2 separate regions of the Mus musculus genome follow, and region 1 is linked to region 2. A link is a contact called in public promoter capture Hi-C data. All regions are on one chromosome and are shown on one strand. The core of a region is the stretch at or near the end of the contact, and the rest is flanking DNA. Distances in the headings are between cores, read along the strand shown.

Evidence for each region. Promoter capture Hi-C pulls out the DNA fragments that hold promoters and counts their contacts.
Region 1: a contact with region 2 is called in a promoter capture Hi-C map of liver, with 3 times the contacts expected there. The contact joins the promoter of Clec9a here to the promoter of BC064078 in region 2. A contact is called at or near these places in 3 of 39 promoter capture datasets (liver and pre-B cells).

The regions. Positions count from the first base shown.
Region 1 is chr6:129,405,431-129,410,820 of GRCm38.p6, reverse strand. It overlaps Clec9a (C-type lectin domain family 9, member a), which reads right to left and starts at 1,959. Exons shown (of 7, transcript NM_001205363.1): 1 at 1,776-1,959; 2 at 466-546. The coding sequence starts at 1,866. It also overlaps a transcript of Clec12b not described here.
Region 2 is chr6:128,991,475-128,996,841 of GRCm38.p6, reverse strand. It overlaps BC064078 (cDNA sequence BC064078), which reads right to left and starts at 3,881. Exons shown (of 3, transcript NR_015455.2): 1 at 3,736-3,881.

The sequences.
Region 1 (5,390 bases), core at 710-3,209, 420 kb before region 2:
GGGAAAGAGACAAGTCTGCACACACTTTGGAAATGGCTACTCAAGCTTTGCTGGCTAACATCTAGCTTGTACTTGTTAAAATCCTGTGTCCACATGTGCAGTGTGCCTGTACATATATGAATATAATTTGTAGATTATCTTTCAAAAACTATAAATAGTTTACAATCTATAAATAGATTGTTAACCTTCTGCTTTCATGGGAAACACCACATAAATACATCACTCTACAGTGATACAGTGGTTCTAGAAAAATTAATTGCATTCTTTTTACCAGACTCTTTTATCTCGCCATGTGAACTCCTTCTTAATATAAGTCTAACTGACTGTATACCATTTACGTGTGCTTACATAGATCTTAATTTATTTATTCATACATTTATACATGTGAACTTTTAAAATAATAATACAACAATTCATAACCCGTGTTGTTAACAGGTAACACTGAAGATATGCTTTTGTACTTACACTTGATGCCCAAGAAAATGGACGTTGCTAACAAGCCCATACAGACCACACAGGAAATCATCGTCACAACACACCATGCTCCTGAATGTGAAATCAGGCAATGACATGAGTTAGAGAAAGTATTTTCAAGGTGTAATAATGTCAGGATAAGTGGAAGGATTGGGCCTTCCTACTGGAGAAATGCAAAGATTTGAAACTCTAAGAAAATCTTTGCTTAAATTCTCTCAGATGAACCTTATAGCATGGGCTATATCTGACTTGGAAAATACCAAATACAATAGACTTAATAACACCTCTCTTCAATCCTAATGTACACTATTGTGATTTTAAAAATTAATTCCATCTGTCTATCTGTCTGTCTACCTATCTAGTATTTTTCAATAATCTCATTCATACCAACCAGAAAACCTTCTATTCTTAACATGAAGACTCTCTTACCTGTTTTCAGCATCTCTTGAACATGATTCATTGAAGTATTTTTAATTTTAATGAGTAATTTAGAAAAATGAACAAACATTTCCGGCTAATTATACAATTCGTCCAGGAAGAAAAGTGAGTTATTTGGCTTATTACATTATTCATACTAATAAAAAATTGTCCTTACATATTTTAATAGGCCTGATAATGTCTTGCCTGAGATGACTCTGGGTCATCCCTGAAACCTTGAAATGGTGTTTTATGTGACAAAAGATATTCTGAAGCTAATACTATATTAGAGATCTGATTTAGGAAAGTTAGCTTCACTTAGTTAATTTGTAACAAGTCGATACTAAAGACTAATTAATGAAACTACTTGGGAAAATATAATAAAATGCTTTTTAAGCCCACCTAATTATTTGTTGTATGAGGTTATGTATGACACCTAGTTGATGAATTAAAGAAGTGACAATAAAAATACACAAAAACATATATTTGCAAATCTTTTTGCACTGTAGAGTTGTAAAAATAAAAGGTAGCATAAGATGTAGAAACAATTATCAAATACTAAAAACATAACTGCATCAGCTGAAGACATTTTTTCCTAGTTTTTCAACATTTCTTACTATTTTTCAGATAATTTGCTGCCTGTTTTAAGTAAAAGCTAAAATAATTTAAGTGGTATGATTTCTTTTACTTTTTGCAAATTGAGAGAATATATCTCATTTCCTGATCTGAGTGCCCTTCACTTACTCCTCCATGCTGACGAATGTGTCAGGCACACTAGAATATGCTAAAGAGGTTATCTCAGATTAGGAGAAACACTTGGTTTTATCACAGTATACAAACAGAAAAAAATTATAGTTTTCAACTAAGCATTCTAAATTTATTACCTGAACATTTGCTAGGGGATTGGCACTTCTGAGAGGCCTCTGAGGTAGGAATGTCCCACTGAAGAGAGGTATATATTTCTTCCGCATGCATGCTGAAGGTGCTTGGAGTGGTGAAGCAGTCTACATAGGAGCCTGGCACAAAGAACTTCGGTTGTAGTTAGGAGTAGGTTGGTACAAGAAATGGAACTGGCTACTTTTTCACAGTGGTAAAATGCAACAGGGATTAAAGGATGTTCATCATCCAGAAAGTGGAACTTTTGAAGCTTATACTGAAACATAACTCAATAATGAAGAAATGAGAATTATTGAGCTCAAAATAGCTACTACCAAATTAAACTGTTGCTCTGCTTTCCACATAGTATCAGATGCTGGAGGTAAGCTGCACAGTATGGACTTCTATTTGCTATAAACTATGAAGCAAAAAGATGATGCAGCGAATAAAGATAAAGGCCATTAAATCTAGACAAATCAACTTGTACATAGCTTTTGGATTTCCAAACAAGAAAGCTTAGGAGAGATTTCATCCCTAAATTTATTTCCAATCAGTCTGCTGATTAGGGTAATACTGACTGTTATTATAAGTAAACTTCAAAATACCAGTCAACACTGGCAACATTTAGATCTCCCTCATAGTTTGTACCCAGAGATACTAGTTCTCCCAAAAGGGGCCTGGGTTTCTTTCATCTTCTGGAATATTGGAGCCATGATGGGAAAGGGAAAGAGAAGGTGAAGAACCCACACTTGCTTCTTGAAAGCCATAATCTGGGAGTGTTGGGAATCACAGCCATCTCTATCCATTGCATTTCCATATTGGACATGAAGGTTGGGTTTTCCTGGCAGCATTGTCCAGAGGTAACTTTGCTCTTGCAGGAGGAATCAATTATTTAATGGATGGATGACCAGTTTCAGCACATCCTGTGACTACAGCATTTGTACTGAGAACTCTGATCTCTTAGACACCATTTATTTCTAGGCTACTTGTCCTTATGTCCAAAGGTCATTTCTCAATTGTGTTCTTTTATTTATTTATTTATTTATTTTTAGAGTCTCACTGGATCAATCGTTCTTCATCACAAATGGCACATTCAGGAGGTGATATAAGGGAACTTACTAATAGGACTACAGTTTTGGAAAAGGTTAATAGGAAAGAAAGAAGGGGATCAATGTTGACATATGTACTACAGGGCTGCTGTCACCCTATGGCCTAAAACAGTAAGGAGAATGTTCACTGGGACTTCGTGGTCTGCCTCACTACAGCGAAGGGCTGGTATACAGATCATCAAGTTTTATCAATCTAAGACACATAAGGGATCTGAATTATACTTCTGACCATAACCCATGTGTCTCAGAGGCTCAGTTTGCCCGGAAAATGTATTCATTTGTGTTTAGCTTCCTGAGACATAAGGAGTAGCTGGTGGGGTCATTAGGGACAAATGGAAACGGACTAGCACATTCTGCCAACATTTCCTGTGGTGTTCCTGGCCTGAAAACAGAGTAACTGAACTCCAGATAACCCTCTGCATATTCTAAGCTCTACCAGATGGAGAAAAGAGGAAGAAACCACACCAACAAATAATATTGTAACTAACCTCAGGAGCCAGACTTCATGAGCTACTACTCATTTTCCAGTTTCTCTTCTCATTTTAGCAGCACTGAAACCAAAGCTTGAATAGTGTTTTCCCAGGACAATCCACTCTCAGGGAAATGTCTGCAAGGGAGCCATTGGTTTCTCCCAACAAAAAAACCCATGTGCTACATGTAGTGTTCTGCTCTTGTTTGTTTTAAATATTTACTGTTTATTATTCAATGTGTTCTTAAAAACTATTTTAAAGCCAGATCACAGTATTGCTTCCTTACTACAGTTCTGTGAAGCAGAAGGGTAAGTTGGCTCTAAGTCAGGCACAGAGAAGTCCGTTTAGCTGGTTTCATGCTGAGTGTTTGAAATGAAGTGCTCTGATCATAGAATCTGGGTTGTTTTTGTTTCACTATATGCTTCAGGCACGAGTATAAGGGAAAAGAGAGACTTTGTAGGTACAGTTTGATTTTTGTAGGTACAGGCTGGTCTCACCTTCTGTATATGTTTAGCTGGGCATTAAATATGTTTCCTCTAAGGCTGTGTGTTGTAGTAATATATAAATATGCTGAAGAGAGGAAAAACACTAACATTCAGACATAGGGTTGATGTTTGGATAGGTTCTGAATAATTAGCCCCCAGTTGTTTTGTGCAAATGGACAGTTTCATACCAGAAGTTCAGCCTTGAATCCCCATCTCCAAAGGGGGTGGGGGAGCCAAGACTTCTCATCTCACAAGGCCAATATCTTGTTTTTTAAAATAAAAATGCCAAATAAATTTTGTTGTTTTCCTGTAACCCAGAAATCTATTCCCTTAAGAAGAGTCCAAAATAAACTAAAGAGCAGATTTGTCATGCACAGAGCTGTAAAACTAACATTTTTTAGTATCATGCGGTTGATGTTCTCACCAATATTTTATATTATTACATCAGAGATCATCACAATTCTCGTCTGGATAGGGTAATCAGCTCACTGTATATGCAAGGAAATAGTGTTAGAGACTAAACCATTTGCTCCAAAACACATAGGGAATAAGTGCTAAATCAATGTTTATTGAAAAGTCTTAAGAGTGGACTGCTTACAACAGGGTCACAGGGAGTGTGTATTAAAAACAGATTTCTATATCTCCTCAGCCTTCTGAGTTCCATCTATATTCCTGATTGAGCATGTTTAGTTTCCACAAAGTCCTCAGCTGAGATAAACTATGTTCATGACCCTGTTTTCTCACTAGTTAAACAAAGGAAGTTGTGGGGAATGACTCTGGTAGAAAGTGTGACTTTTGCCTCTTATCCTGTTAGAGGTGCCTCCCCACAGGCCCTATAAATAACTTCTGGGTTATTCAGCAAACACCAAACATAGAACCATCAAAAAAAGAACCAGATTAAAAAAAGTCTGCTTCTTCTTCTTCTATCTTATATACCTATTACATAAGATAGGCAATATTTTATATATAGGAAATATTTCATATATTTTCATATTTATTCATATAATTCATATGTATTTAGTATTTTCATATTCATAAATATGTGAATACACACACTTTGGTTTATCCTCAGCCCCAAACCATCCTATTTTAAGTGTGAGAAAATGGAAATTAAACAAAATATAAAACTGTTCTTATTAGCCAGTCACATGTCTTTAATCCCAGCATTTGGAATACAGAAGAAAGTACCTTGTCAATATAGTGAGTTTGGGGACAGATAGAGCTCCTCTCTCAAAAATAAATAGATAGGTAGATAGATAGGTAGGTAGGTAGGTAGATAGATAGATAGATAGATAGATAGATAGATAGATAGATAGATAGATAGAATTGCTTAATGGTTGCCTTTCAGTTAAGAGGTCATAACATTTAAACTATTTTACAGATTCCAATCTATGTTATTTCTGCTATCCCATGGTGTCTTTCTTAACTTAGATATTTTGCACAGTGTTAACTCACTTGGGTCCGAATTTAATTTTAGTTTTATGTGTGTATATTTGAAGACTCAATGGATTACAACAAGCTAAGAAAATGAGGAATGGATGATAAAAAGAAAGTTATTG
Region 2 (5,367 bases), core at 2,632-5,131:
AATCTGCCTGTCTTAGCTGCATTTCTTTCTCTCCTCACCTAGCCCCTCTTCTCTTCCAGGTCTCCAAAATGCCTTTCCAGGCTAGAACCCAGGCTGTGATCTGCTGGCCGGACACAATTAATAGTATCCTCAAGATGCTGGTAAGTTTAGTTAATAACCCTATTCTCATCCATGGGTTGGTCTTCCCTGCCTTGTCCCTATTTACAGGGATTTCCTGGACTATCTCTACATAGACACTAAACTGGCACTTTAAAACAACTCTCTAGATAGTGGTAATCCATAGTATAGGCTTCCAGATCCCTCCTCCCTCATTCACTTGTTACTAGTCCCCCTGCTGTGGCTGCTGCTGCCAGCTGGAAATAGCCCTCATTCTCTTGCTATTTGCTCTGCTCCTGGTTCACCAAGTGAAAAGCAGGTCTGGCCCTGCCCCTTGCATCCTGCCAGGAACTCTGTCTGCTGAGATGTTGTTTTCTTGCACACCACCTATCTGTCCCTGTCCCTCTTTCCACTTGCTTCCTTATTCTGCTGAGTGATAATGCAGTGGTGAGAAAAACAGTTTTCACCCTGCCCCCTTGTGCTTCCCATACTCTGTCTGGGACTCTATTCCTGAGACACCATTTTTTCCCACTCATGGGTGCCTGTTCCACTGTCTGCCCTGCTATTTGTGGTCACTCACACACACACGTGCCCATGCATGAGCCCCCCCTCTCTCTCTTTCTTTCTCCCTCTGCTCAGGACTCATGAAGTGAGCATGAGCTGCCAGCTATTGGAATAATGCACACGTTGCCAGGAAAGCTACTTCAGGTGCTTCCCTTCCCTTACGCATTAGGTGAGATAGGGCAGCACCAGCCTGCAGCTGGAAGCACTGTGCCAGAACTTCTGGCTGCTAGGAGGAAGCCCCACCCCACCTGCTTGTGTGTGGCCTTGCACGCCACAGAACCACCCCAAACCCACGACACCATCACCACTGTAGTTCAGTGGTACCTCAGCCCTGAGCTACCTGGGGCTTGCAAGCTGTTATTGTGACTCCTTACAATCTGTGCTATTCAGGCTGCATGCACATGCCACACCCCTGGACCAGGGGCTTGCCTGGTGCCTCAACAAAACATGCATGCATGCCTGTCTCTCACTCTGTGGACCAGCAACAGAACGGGTCAAAATTCCCCAGCTCCAGCAAATTATAGTGTGATATATTTACTATACACATTCTCAAAGAAGTAATCTAACAAACGTCTAACTCAGATATGACCAATCGATATAGCCTTCAATCTTCTCAGAAGTCTGCTAATAATTAATAAGTTTATGACAGACAGAATCTCCCAAAGCCTAACAGCATATTCTCAAGGACTCGGAAGAAATAGACACAGCTACAAGAGACACCTAGATTGTGGTATGACAAGCCCTGAAAAACACTGTGGACAAGACTGGATACCCTAAGAGTCAAGTGACTTATATTGCCTGAGTGAAGGTCAATAATTTCTCATTCCATGCATTACCTGTTCCAAGGAGGACAAGGCCCTCCTTCTTCTGGGCTTGAAAACCCTAGTGACTCCACCTAAATTGCCATGAAGAACATAGGGACCTGGGAACTGTTTGGACTATAGATGAACTCTATCATTTTTTGATTAATATATGACTCCAAGATTATAATATATTCTTCCCCAGGATTCTGACTCCATTAACAACTATGGAAACTATAACTTGACAGCTAGAAAATAGACCTAACTCCTTGCCCTAAGGTAATCCTTCATGATAGTTACTCATTAATAAATTCATTAACTAGCTAAGGCTGCCAGATTTATTTGTAGACTTCACAAAATCGTTAAGCAAGTTCTGATGCAAGCTTTCACAGATGTAACCTGTTACTTCTTTGCTATGCCCACTCCAGCGAAGTCTGCCTGTCCGGGTCAAATGGCCTGGAGGCAGTCACGAGGCAAAGAGTTTCAAGGAAACTCAGCCTCCTGGAACCTTGACATTCTCATAGCTCGTATACTCAAACCCTGTCCCCACAATAGTATGGTGTATGCTCTCCTTCAGTATTGTTTTATTATAAGTGCCTTTAAACATTGAGTTTTGACTTAGGTAAGACTCCTCCAGTGTTCCAAAGTCCTTGAAATCCTTGAAGCAGACTTGGAATTCAGTAGGAATTCAGTGAGAATGTTACCTATTCAGTAACATTCAAATTTACTTCTAATAGAGACAGTGAAACTAATTAGGCAATACAAAGAACAGAGCTAGAATAGCTCAGGGCTAGTATGCAAAGTGATTACTTAGGACAAAAGCCAAGTCTCACCCAAACAAGGGAATTCACAATGACCTAACTTAATCATGAAAGAGTAAGGGAATCCCCGCTGGGACAGGTTTCTTCACGAGGACCAAAGGAACAGCATTATCAGGTATTTATTAAGAACCTCTGGTTGCGGGTTTAACATAGACTAGCATTACACCTGGCTCCATTCTAAGTGGTAAATGCGGCCTGATCCTCCACCACCTTTTGATGTATGCATTCCTTTTGTTTTGTGTCACTATAACTTGACAGATATGTCCCGCCTGGCTTTTCTTGTTTTTGTTTTGTTTTGTTTTGTTTTGTTTTGTTTTTCTTCTGTATAAAAAAGTCTGTTTTTCCTTTGGACATTACACTCAGATTCAAAACACTCTCTCGTGTTGTGTCTGTTTGTCTCCCCACTTTCACTGACTCCTTCGCCCACCTGCAACCAGTAGCCGGATCCATGCAGATAGGAGACCCAAAAAAGGGGTCTGTCTGTGGCACTTCTTTACCAAAACTCAGTTTCTATTGACAAAATGCTTCATATTTGCTCTTCTTGCTATGGCACTGTCCTAACATTATTTGAAATGCCGAAGAATCAATCAATTGTCATCATCATTATCAGTAATAATAATAATAGTTTCAGTCAGAATACTTGGCTTAAGTGATAAGCATTAACATTTGTTGTGAATTTTGTATTTTGATAAATATCGATCTTGTTTTCTCAAAATCCAGTATTCTTCAATACATGACAAAAAGAAAAAAAGAGATGAAGGAACAGGAATAAAGGGAAAAAGGAAGATAAAGGAACACAATATAATGAAGCATAGACAGTTTGAGATACAAGAAACACACTTTTGCTTCCTTTCTGAAGGCTGAAGAAGAAAACTCATTATATTCTTTTTCTATAACTTATCAAGAGCTCAAAAAAATGGAAAGGATGTGGTCCTGGGTAGGTTCAACTACCCACCCCCACCCCATGCCACCTCCTTACAATTCTTTTTCAATTACAATGGATCTGAAAAACAAAAACCCCAAGCTTCCCAGGCAACTTCTGTCACTATGCACATTGCAAAGCTACTGTTTGAATTTCCTCCACTCAGGGACTTGTAGAGCTAGCATTTTCCACAATAAGGTAATCCACCAGACTGTAGCTTACCAGATCCCTAGGAAGAGTGCTCTAGCAAGATAAGTACAAAGAAAGAAAGCTGTGGCTCTTAGAAGGTGACTCACTGTTCATTTCTGTTGCCTGAGAACTATTTGAGTATTGTATACTCCAATAGAATAACTAATGTAACAACCTCATAGCTAATCCGATCTGCATTCTCCTGCTCTGCAGACCCACAGTGACGGGCTCACAGACGCCCTTCTGTCCTTATTTTGTTTAAGGTTCAGCTCTTTTGCCTTCCTTCCCTGGTGAAGCTCCTCTCTGCTCTTATAGTTTGGTTCAAATAGTATTGAATACATACCCACTTCTCCCTCCTGCGGGCTGCTTGTAGTGCTGAGCATAGGTAAGGAAGCCTTTGTAACACTCATCTCAGAGCTGAGAAGCTGAGTTTCCACTACAGGATTGAAAATTGAAAGCTGAGAAGCACAAATACAGAGGAGGTTTCAGTATTTAGCCCAACTGGCCAATCCGGAAGCTTGAGCTACTCCTTCCTGTGCAAACTTGTTTGACTCAAATTGAAGCATTGTAAGGGAGGCATTTCATTAGACTGTAATGAAGTGAAACTAATGCTGTAGACAAAGAGCTTTTAACAAAGCCAAAAGGGGCTGGAGGGTGAGACCAGTTTTACTGTCCAGCGGGAATCAATTAGGAAATAAAAGACGACAACAAAAAAACACACAAACACACACACAAACATGACAAGAACAAAAAGAAAATATTACCAATCCTTTCCTGCCCTGAATACCACACATCAGACAGTGATCTTTAAGGTAGGCGAGCCCCACGTTGTTACAGCTCTGGGTTTTGGGGGCATTTTACAGGGACATCCAGGGCAAGGTCAGAGGAGTCTGTGTGTTGAAAAGCCCAGAGACAGAATCTCTAGGAGACAGAGTCAGAAAGAAGAGAGTTGGGGATCACAGTCAGAGCTAAACAAACTTCTTGCCTCTCAGGGAATAAGAGATCCTTTGTTCTGGAGCCAGATCCTACCTCAGGACTACAGACTCAGGCTGTCTAATATTACATGTTTACATATGGAAACATTTTGCTACTGGTATGGAGACAGAATAATGCCCACTGCCACCTTTATCAGCACAAGGAATGCCTCTAGACCAGTGTTTCTCAACTTTGCCCATACTGTGACTCTTCAATACAGTTCTGCACATTGTGGTGACTCTCAACCATAAAATTATTTTGTTGATATTTCATAACTGTAATTCTGGTACGATTATGAATTATAATGTAAATATTTGATATGCAGGATGTCTCATATGAGACCCCTGTGAAAGGGTAATTCGACCCCCGCACCCCAAAAAAGAGGTTGCATCTCACAGGTATAGAAAAACTGCTCTAGATTTTGACTATATATGTGGGTGTGACTCTCAGTGGAACCATGCAGGTGCCCGTAGAGGCCAGGAGAGGGTGTAAGATTGCTCAGAGCTGAGTTCACAGGCTTAAAGAATTTGGGTTTAGAATGTAGGTACCCCAAAAATGTAACAGCAGAACATCCTCATCCTCATGCAAGATGCGTTTAGAATTATTTTTATCATTTAGGAACATATGGCAAGGAATTTGCAAATGTCTCAGACTATTTAAAAAGTATTTATGATAAAATATTTAGGTGATGGTATGGTAGCACATGGGCTCTGATCCCGGCCCTGGGGACGCTGTCACAGGTAGAGCTCTATGAATCAGAGCCTAGCCTGGTCTACATAGGGAGCTCCAAGTCAACCAAGGCTAAATTTAAAAAATATAATATTTAGCATATTAACTATATAAAATATAAGGATGTATAATTAATATAGTAATATAATATATTAAATAAAATATATTATAAAATGAGAGTTAATAGAAATGTAGTCAGAGGGTTTTTAAATTCTGTTACTTGGAAATTGTCAATGCAGTTGAAGATGGGTCACTCAGATTTTCTGATGTC